Regions from separate parts of the Mus musculus genome. Here regions 1 and 2 are each linked to region 3. Evidence: chromatin contacts called from public HiChIP or PLAC-seq and promoter capture Hi-C data. All regions are on one chromosome and are shown on one strand. The core of a region is the stretch at or near the end of the contact, and the rest is flanking DNA. Distances in the headings are between cores, read along the strand shown.

Region 1 (3,398 bases), core at 48-2,547, 410 kb after region 3:
AGGAAGCGTTCAGTGTAATGACCTGGGTTCAGTTCCCAGCACCCACGTGGCTACTCACAACCATCTGTGACTCCAGGTCCAGGGGATATGGCGCCCTCTTCTGGCCCCTTCAGGCATTGCATGCATGTGGTTCACAGACATTCAGGCAGGAAATAAGGTGCGTGCCCACATCAACTCCCATTGCTTCCACTCACCCCCCCTTTAAAAGCAGGCCCTGTGCCATGTTTTGATAATCTCATTTGTCTGCCTCTGCTTGTCATTCCATCACCTCTGGGGGTTAGGGTGAGCGGCCAATTCAGTTATATCATAAGACAGGAAGTCCGTTTCTCCACACTGACAGACTACAGTGCTGACATGCATTAAGAAATTTAGAAACTAATTGGCCCATATCGCATGCCTGCTCCCGTGCTTTGGGACAACTGCAAAGACACGAGAGAATTACATCAACACTCTCCGTGCCTTAACAAGCTGTGGACTGAATACTAAGTCTAAATGCCTGAAATCTAATGGAGTCTTGGTCTAAGAAGTCACAATGTTAATGTGTTAGCCACAAGTAATCTAAATATTTGAGAGAGAAAATTTTGATATATAAATGTGTGATCTTTGATCTATGAGATTAAATTCCCACTTGATAATTTACTATCTTTAAAGACTTTTGAAATGCCTTGAAATTTGTTCTTGTTTACTTTCTTTTTCGGGCATCATAGATATTAGGCAAGCACTCTACAGTGAGCCACACCCCCAAACTACGTTTCAATACCTCTTCTTAGGCATACACACACACACACACACACACACACACACACACACGAGAATTCCTTTCACAAGAATCTTACATCTAACACAACAGCTTTACAATGGTCTGTAGCTAAGTTTCTGTGCAAAAATCTGGGATTCCAAAAGAATGGAGGTGTATTAATCTCCCCAGAGTCCAAAGCCCAGGAAAAACAAGGGGGAAGCTGCAGTAATTTCTCTTTCAGGAGCAGATGCTGTCTCACCCCAGGGAGTTATGGGATGGAAGAAATGAGACAATAAAACTATACACGCTACTTTGAACTGTATCAGAGCCAGCCCCGTCGATCTGTAAATGATACATAGTTTCATTCCTTGAACCAAGAGCACTAACTACAGTTTTCTGTCTCATGGGAGGAAAGTTAGCAAGAACACTGACCTAACTGAGCCCCACATGGTAGCCTGTGGGAACCAGAAAGTGTGCTGCTGGGTTGGCTCAGCTGGCTGTCAGCTGTCAGCTCTGCCCCACAGCCACGCTGTGCAGCCCTCTCCAGCAGCCTGGTCCCTCCCCGTCCTCCCCGCCCCCAATCCAAGGTCATAGCCCAGAGTTATGGGCACAAGCATCTGTTGCCCCTTGCTCTGCTCATGGGATTTGTGTCTGTAGATGAAAAGCCAATAACAACAGAACCTACAGAGTAACCAAACCACTTGCTTCCTGACACGCCGTTTGCCTCCTGGCACCCTCAGCCCTCTAGCCGGGCTTCCTTATCGCTCTAGGGAAACCAGTCCACCTTGCAGACAGGAAACTCACCAAGACATAGGGGTGATCTGATGGAAAAGCGTGTGTTCAGGTGTGTAAAGCTGAACCTGTGAAGTTTTAAAATTAAAAATACCAGCAACAGCACACACTCTCTGTACACAGTGAGTGGTAGACGACTCTCTCCTAGCTGAAACAGGAACACGTGGTTCTGTCAGGATCACTCGGAGAGCACCCTGATGTAGGGGCATGCAGAGCTGACAGAGAAACATGGAGGAGTACAAAAGGCTGAGAAACCGAGAAGAATGGTCCATGCTGAAAAAAGGGCACCAGAAAAGTCCCAGTGTGTAAAGATGCACACGGGCCTCAGGGAAGGGCAGAGTCGAAGAGGGATCGTGCCTGAAACACACGCTTCTGTCAACCTAAACTGCTTATCTCTGCTTTTTCAATATTTCCAGATTTGCCCCTTGGGAAACTGGATACAGACTTAAGAGAGAACAGGCAGGGGCTTGAAATACCCCAGCAGTTACCATAGAGAAAAAGGAAAATTAACAATTTTCATATTATGTGGAGGGAAAGAAGCATAGTGTATAATTACTCAGACTCTCCAATAAAGAGCCTCTTCTGTGAACAAAAAGAAGAGATATCCCAAAGGCAGCTACTGTTGTGACATTTAACTGGGAACGCAGCCAAAAACATAGGCTAGGATCACAGCCCTTGCCTTTCTTGTGGAAAACTTTGGGGTAGCTAACTCACCCAAACAGATGGCTGTAGTTCTGGCTACCTTAGATCAGTGGTTCTCAACCTGTGGGTCGCAACCCCCACGGGGCGTTGTCTATCAGGTGTTTACCTTATGATTCATAGCAGCAGCAAATGTACAGTTCTAAAATAGTAGTGAAATAGTTTTATGGTTGGGGCCACCATGTCACAAGGGACTGTATTAAAGGGTCGCAGCATTAGGAAGGTTGAGAACCACTAGACCAGAGGATGAGAAACGACACCCATAAATGTGTATTGATAAAGGTTAACGCGATGCCATCTTTCAGATGAATGGTTTGAAGGTGTTTCTTGTTGTATCTAAATATCTCTCAAAAAAGAATTTTAGCTATCGTTTGTATCCGCTCCTTCTGCTTACTTACATGACTAATGTATGTCAGTTTTTGTCAAACTGACAAATATTTGGGAAGAAAGGGTCACAACTGAGGAATCACCTCCATCAGACTGGCCTGTGGATACCTGTGTGGTGTTTTCTTGGTTGCTGATCAAATATAGGAGGGCCCAGCCCACTGTGGGTGGCGACCAACCCAACTCTGGGAAGGTGGACTGTACAAGAAAGGGAGCGGGGCAGCTAAGGGGCTGACTCAGAGGTTAAGAGCACCGTTTGATCGTTCAGAAGACCCAAGTTTAATTCTCAGACCATGCATGGGGGCTCACAATGTCTGTTAACTCCAACATCAAGGGATCTGATGCCCTCTTCTGGACTCCAGAGGTACTGCACATACGTGGCACACAGACATACTCGCAGACACAACCACTACACATCACCTAGAAATAAACAAAATCTCAAAAGTTTGTTTGGACATAAAAAAATATAAGTAAAGGTGGCCGAGAAAGCTAGGGAAAGCAATCCAGTAAGCCTCCTTCCCCCATGGTACCTGCTCCAGCTTTCCCGAAGATGGACTGTAATTGAATCTTGTAAGCCAAATCAACCCTTTCCTTCCCAAGTCGCTTTTGGTCATGGTGTCTTTGACAGCAAGAAAAAGCCATCTAGACCAACCAGCTAAAATGATTTTTTTCTATCTCTTAGTCTGAATGAATTCTATTTCACTGCGCTAGAAGTTCCTGGGAAGGAAACCTCCAGCATACTAATCTCTGAGGAGTGGATGATCTCAGGAGATGGTCAAAGGAT
Region 2 (3,313 bases), core at 118-2,617, 300 kb after region 3:
AGTCTGGGGCCTTCCAAAAAATGGGTCCTCAGCAGGCATAATGGTTACCTTTGTCTGCAAACTCACACGTCACTGCTTACAAACGCAACTCTCTGCTGCCCGTGAGTCAGGACGTTCAGCAATATGACGTCACACGTCTCCCCAGCTGTCAACACTTTGCCAAACAAAAATATTTTTCTGTACGTAAGACCGAGTTATAATAAGAATTCCATCCGAGTTTCATCAGCTGTTGTGACCAAAAAAAAAAAAAAAAAGTGGATCCTGGTTCTCTGTGGGAGGTGACATTTTGTTGACATATGAGGCAATTTCGTGAGATAAGACATGCAAGATGAGACAAATCACAGCACTGGGGAGGAAGAAATTAGATGCTGCTCCTTCACAGTTCCGTAGCTTTTGTTTTTCTTGAAAAGAATTAGACAAATATAACATGGTCAATTCCAGTTATTGGTGGCATAGAACGTGGGGTGTGATTAAAGGAAGGAGCCCAGGGTACACTCTCATCCACCCTTGTTAGAAGCCTGCGCCATTCTAACCTCTGAGATTTCACGTTTTATAAGGAACTTCCTATCAGATCAGAGCTCTCCACCCACAACACCTTTTAAAGTCTGATACACACATACATCCCGATTGCTAGTTGTCAAGGATGAAGCAAATTATCCTGATATTTTTTGAAAACTTGGGAGAAGAGCTTTTTTTTTAAAAGTGATTTCTCATTCTTTGCAAACAACTGCATTAGGATTTGTTCAGCTAGCCACATCTTCTACAGAAGACAACAGTCACTGATAAGCCTGCATCCTATTCTACAGACGACGGCTTTTGCATCTTAGCCTGTGGAAACATAATGGCATACAAAGGGTGGGGTCTTAAGGGGTATGGAGGGAAGGGGATGCTGAAACCCCCTTCTCAATTTTCCTTTCATAAGCACCACACCTAACATTTAAAATCTTGCCACAAAGGCACACACATTGACAACACGGCTGTAATCTGTACATCAGAGCTGTTCGTAGAAGTTCCTCACAGAATGTTTAGAAGGACTCTTGCTAATGAGCATCAGCTCAAGAGAGGGAAACGACGCTTGCTTATCATTTCGCTCCGAATGTACTGAACAACTGGAGTCCACCAGCGTGCTGAAAACGGACTGTTACCTTGGTTAATTTAACAAGGTCACTCTGTGCGAAGCTAATGGTAACTTTAAGATACTTAAAACAGTTTGTTTTAGAAAGACATGCAAGAACTACAACAGCTCCTGAGACAGAATTTGCCCAGTATCTATTACTACCAAAATAAAGAAGACAAGCTGATAAGACCCCAGTCTATCTCCGCAGCTCCCCCACTGGCTGCACAGCTGAATATTCCCTAGTCCATCTCAGGGGCGCCCCCAGCGGCGGGATGCAGAGCTGCAATCTAGACAGCCCGGCCTGAGGTAGGTTCTGGAATTAGTACAAGTTAGCTTGCATATCAGGTTGTAGGCTGCTGGAGTTAGAGGCAGGGGCTGTGGGTTGTGAGAGCTGCAGAGAGGCTGTTCCTGTGAGCTCTGAGAACAGACGTTATAGGCAGGGGAATATATCTGTGGTCCTGAAGCAAGACCCGAAGGGAAATTTATGCATTTAAAAACATCTCCACATATAGGGCATTGAGTTAAAATTACAGACATAGACCCAAGGGAGAAACATTCCAAGAAAATGTTTGAGAACACCCAATGGCATCATGATGACTAACTGCTTTGCAAGGCCTTGCCCTGAACACGGCCAGGCCTGGGAGGGAGGTCTGTCTTCCCTTCCCCTCACCCTCTTTTTTATGCCTACTTGTGTTGAACCCAGGACGTCACATATCATAGGCAAATGCTTTGCCATTTAGCTGAAGCCCCTATGTGGGATGTTCCTCTAGAGGGTCTCTCTCAAATGCTCTGGCTGACCTTGAACTTGGAATCCTCCTGACTCAGCCTTCTCAGTAGCTGAGGCTACAGGCAGGCATCACCACATCCTATCATCAGCAATGAACTCAAGACAAAAACAAACAAACAACTTTAAGAAATAAAAAGATGAGCCTATTCACAGAAAGAAATCAGTCTTACATCCTGGACTTGGATTTGACAGGAGCTTCAAGCACTGATTTAAATCTCTTCATCAGGCTGACAAGCTGGCCTAGAAGGCAAAGGCATTCGCTACCCAGTCTGACAACCTTGAGTCCGATCCTGAAACCAACGTGGTGGAAGGAAAGAACTGGCTCTCACGAGCCACCCTATGACCTTCACCTGTGTCGCAACAGACATGTGCCTCACATGAAGAAAATAAATGTAGAAAAAAAAATCACTCTGCTCAGCAGGCTAGAGGAAAACAAAGGCAATGACGTAAATACAATCAAGAAAACGGACCTATGGACTAAGAAGTAAGTTATTAAAACGGAGCCAATAGGAAATGATGGAGCTGAAAAACACAGTAGCCAAGTTAAAATGTTTATGACAGCGTCCAGCAGTACACTGAAGCACGAGGAGAAAGAATCAATAAACTTGAAGACAAAGTCATTTGCTATTGTTGAAATGAATGCAAAGAATGAAAATAAATAATTAAAGGAAAAGTGAATAGAATCTAAGAGATTTATTGAGTCCTATCAAGGGGTCTAACTTATTCCACAAGAAAAACTTCTCGATGTTGAGAAGAGACACAAACAAACAAATAAAGGGATTCTAAACAGTCCCTCCCCGTCCATTAAACACACACACACACACACACACACACACACACACACACACACGCACATACACACACACACACATGTACACACACATACACGCACACATGCGCACACACACAAACTTCAGAAGGACAAAGAGATTCTAAAAATCAAGAAGGGAAAAATTGCTTCTTTAAATACAAGATGACTAAGGTATCTCAGCAGAAACCATGCAGGCTGAATAGAAGTGGGGGTAGGGCACTTAGTGTGATGAAGGAAAATATATGTCAGTAGAGTCTGATATATCCAACAAAAGCCTGCTTCAGAAATAATAGGGTGGGGACTGGAGAGATGGCTCAGTGGTTAAATTCATTGCTTAACTGACTGCCATTGCAGAAAACCTGGGTTTGATTCCCAGCACCCACATGGTGGCTCACAACCATCTGTAACTTCACTTCCAGAGCATCTGATGTTCTCTTCTGGCCTCTGCAGGCACTGAGCACATGTAGTAACAGACATGCATGCAGGCAAAACACTCATGCATATAAAATAAAAAATCAAGAGGAGGAGGTGGGGGTCTGGGCTTGCTGGCATGTTCAGTGATCCCAGTACTTGGGAGATAGAGACAAAATGCCTTGTG
Region 3 (3,232 bases), core at 679-3,178:
GACAGAAGTTTGGCAGGCATTTTCTCTAGAATGAAGTGGGCTTTTATAGTAAAGACAAAAGTGTGTTGCTAATGATGAGATGTGAGCTTTCAAAATGAAATTAACAATTTCTAGAGAACTAACAGTAGCTGACTTCTTCCAGACTTCAAAAACTTATCAGATCAGTTGTAATATTAATGGATGTGATCTTTTTCATGCACTGTCAATATTTATTTATGATATCTAATTCAGAGCCTGGTGTGGCTGTTCACACTGCAATCCCAGCACTCAGGAAGGTCACTGCAAGTTTGAAACCAGCCTGATCTACATAGCAAATCGTAAATCAGTCATGGTTACGGAGCAAGACGATGTCATTTAACAGAGAAAGCTAGGGTTGGAGAAATGACTCAGTGGTTAAGAAGCTCTTGGGTTAAGAAGCTCTTGCAGAAGACCCAAACTCAGTCTAGCATCTACATCACAGCCCACAACCAACCTGCAACTCCAGCTCCAGGGGACCTGATGTCCTCTTCTGACTTCTGTAGGCACCGACACACACAGAGCAAATACACAAACACACTCATACAGCTCAAAACAAAATAAGTCATAAAAGGTTTGAAAAGTGTTCATCACTAGCATCACCAATGCTTCTGATTTGCTCGTAGCCCTTTCAAAACAGTTCTTTCCACTGGAAGTCAAAGAGTTAGTTCCCCATCAGTTTAGGTATTCTACATCATCTGATTGACCAGGAAAAGATTATGTTAACTGGATCTGACTCCACGACCTGTTTACAGCACAAATCACCTTCAACTCCTGATCCTCCTGCCTCTACCTCCCAAAGGTGAGATTACAGGAATCAGCTAATGCCTGCTAAATTGATGCTGAGGAACAAATGCAGAGACCAGGGTCACTTTCATCCCTCTTTTGTGTTTTGTTTTTAATTAGGTCTAAGCTCTGTTGCTCCTGACATCCAGGAATTCCCTATGTAGCCCAAGTTGGCCTTGAACTCATTTAATCCACCTGGCTCAGTTTTCTGCCTCAGCTTCCATAGGATTATAACCTAGCTCAAGTAATTTTTTGTTTGTTTTTCTGAGACAGAGGCTCTCTATAAAGCCCTTTATCTCTCTCTTTAGACTAGGCTGGCCTCAAACTCAGAGAAGTCCACCTGCCTCTGTCTCCCAGGTGCTGGGGTTTTTGTTTGTTTTTAAAGCAAGCATTCACCTTGACTTATTTTATTGAAAATATTTTTTTAATGGGACTTAATTTACCAGGTTTTATAAAATTCCTCAATACCTGCTGTGCTGCATCTCGCCTTAAAAATTTCCCAAAAAGTTGGTCTCCTTTTGTATTCAACGGGCATTTTCTCTACAGTATTTCTCCGATGCTCGGTAAGGAAGTCTGCAAAAGAGAAAATAACAGACACTGCACAAGCCTGGTTTCTTGTGACAGGTAAAACCAGAATCGCTTGGAAGCTTATCCTACCTCAGGCCTATCTTTTGGGACAAGAGCAGAACTTATCATGAAGATGGGGACAGTTTATAACTGTGCTTCCAACCAAGTGGCTACTAGATACATCACAGCACCCGAAAGTGGCTATGGTGGGAGTCAATGACAAGACAAACCTAACGTTATTTAGAATTATTCACATTGACTAATCAGGGAGCCGAGACACACACGTTAGGTAATCCGGCGACTGCAGAACGGGGCAGCTACCGCGGACTCTGGACGCGCCGGATCCCTCTGGGAGGACGCCGCGGGCTGCACCGGGGCAGCTGCTCCGGGTGGCCGTGAAGGAGGTCGACTGGCTCCTCCGGGGTGTCAGGCGCGTCCCTCACGGCCTCACGACCCCGGAGCGCACGCCCGCCACACCCGGCCGCACCGACCCGCTCCGCTCCCGCAGCGGTAGCTGACTGACGGCAACGCCTCACGGCTCCCGCTCCCGCGAAAAGCCCGCGCTCTGCCCGTGACGTCATGACCCCGCGACGGGGACGCGGCGCGAGTGCCACCGGGAAGTCAGCGAGCAGCTCCTTCTGTGCCTGTTCCCGGCTAGCATGTGCTCGCCCATCCCCAGCCGAATTCCTTTCTTCCCCTCACGATATGTGTGTGTGTCTGTTTCCCGCTGTGGCCTAAAATTTTGTTTATACTTTCTTTTTCTGTATCTTCGGGGTTCTTGGAGTTCTGTTTACTTTAACCCTGAAGATAGACTTGGAAGGGATTCTTTGGATCTCTTTACCCTCTTCTCAATGTCGTCACATTAAATAAATCTTTCAGCTTTACACTTTTAATTTGGCGCTTTTAATTGTCTTATTGAGGACGGGTGGTAGGACCTGGGCTCAAGTGTTCTCTCTCCTTCTCCCCCTCCCCCTCTTTTCTCTCTCATACACACACACACACACACACACACACGCACGCACGCAGTTAAATAGCAGTCCTGCAATATTAGTACTCCTTTCTGCAGGTTTTAGGATGCGATCACCGTATTTCCCGACTTTTCCAGAAACTGGCCTAGAAAACTGAAACATTATTACCTCTCCCCTGAATTTACTGAGTAACAAGCCCAGTGCATGGCTTACTGTAGGTTTGTAGTTTGAACTTTAGAAAGCCCTCGACTGGATCCAACAAGAGATCTTAGAGGCCTTGCTGCTTCCAGAACATGATTAAGCAGTTAAAAGGTCCTCTTGGATTAGAAAAACAATGACCTGCGGTTGGGGAATCTGGCTCAATAGTAGAGACTCTGGGTCTGGGTTAGATACTCAGCACTACAATAAAGACGATTGAGAAAAGTCTGCTTGGTTTATTGGTATCAATTTTGTCTGGTAAGCTGTAATCCTTAGTTTTAGCAAGAAGTATCACTATTGTAAAAAAATACTAAAACTTTTGATGTAGGTCTGCTTAGCAAAGAAGAGGCCTATGATATTATCTAGTAATAAACTACTGCTTGCTGAACGTTTCTAACAATACTATGAAGTGTTTAGCATTGTCCAGTGGGTAAAAACTAGCCTGGTAGACGTTCTAAATTTAGATTCAAATCCATTTGGTTTTGTTAGCTTGTAAAATGAGACAAAGGTGACATATGTCTTTAATCCCAGCACTTGGGAGGCAGAGGCAGGCTGATCTCTATGAGTTCGAGGCTAGCCTGGTCTACACAGAGAAACTCTGTCTTGGAAAAAAAACATATTGGGGCCAGAGAGACAGCTGAACAGTTGAGGGCACTGGCTGCTCTTCCAGAGGTCCTCAATTCAATTTCCAGCACCCT

The links. Promoter capture Hi-C pulls out the DNA fragments that hold promoters and counts their contacts. HiChIP or PLAC-seq counts read pairs in DNA pulled down with a chosen protein or histone mark.
Region 1: a contact with region 3 is called in a promoter capture Hi-C map of the HPC-7 cell line, with 3 times the contacts expected there. The contact joins the enhancer-like site here to the promoter of Brca2 in region 3. A contact is called at or near these places in 8 of 39 promoter capture datasets (the C10 cell line, the HPC-7 cell line, erythroid cells and 3 more), 5 of 484 Hi-C or Micro-C datasets (CD4 T cells, nephron progenitors, pre-B cells and 1 more), 8 of 115 datasets of contacts at active chromatin or transcription factors (astrocytes, bone marrow-derived macrophages, embryonic forebrain and 5 more) and 3 of 9 other capture datasets (adipose tissue, macrophages and pancreatic islet).
Region 2: a contact with region 3 is called in an H3K4me3 HiChIP or PLAC-seq map of neural tube, with 4 times the contacts expected there. The contact joins the enhancer-like site here to the promoter of Brca2 in region 3. A contact is called at or near these places in 4 of 115 datasets of contacts at active chromatin or transcription factors (embryonic forebrain, embryonic limb bud, extraembryonic endoderm stem cells and 1 more) and 1 of 9 other capture datasets (adipose tissue).

Annotation. Positions count from the first base shown.
Region 1 is chr5:150,113,755-150,117,152 of GRCm38.p6, reverse strand. The region is part of intron 2 of Gm52797 (a long non-coding RNA gene); the gene reads left to right. Among named protein-coding and RNA genes, the nearest start is that of Gm52797, 16 kb to the left of the region's middle. Within about 2 kb of position 1,297, at least 40 of the 459 cell types and tissues checked have an H3K27ac peak or open chromatin away from gene starts, as enhancers often do. A contact at or near this core is called in the HPC-7 cell line, adipose tissue, memory CD8 T cells and 1 more, where this site is marked.
Region 2 is chr5:150,218,580-150,221,892 of GRCm38.p6, reverse strand. It overlaps a transcript of Fry not described here. Among named protein-coding and RNA genes, the nearest start is that of Fry, 40 kb to the left of the region's middle. Within about 2 kb of position 1,367, at least 26 of the 459 cell types and tissues checked have an H3K27ac peak or open chromatin away from gene starts, as enhancers often do. A contact at or near this core is called in neural tube, where this site is marked.
Region 3 is chr5:150,521,317-150,524,548 of GRCm38.p6, reverse strand. Brca2 (breast cancer 2, early onset) reads right to left here and starts at 1,928. Exons shown (of 27, transcript NM_009765.3): 1 at 1,653-1,928; 2 at 1,270-1,374. The coding sequence starts at 1,336.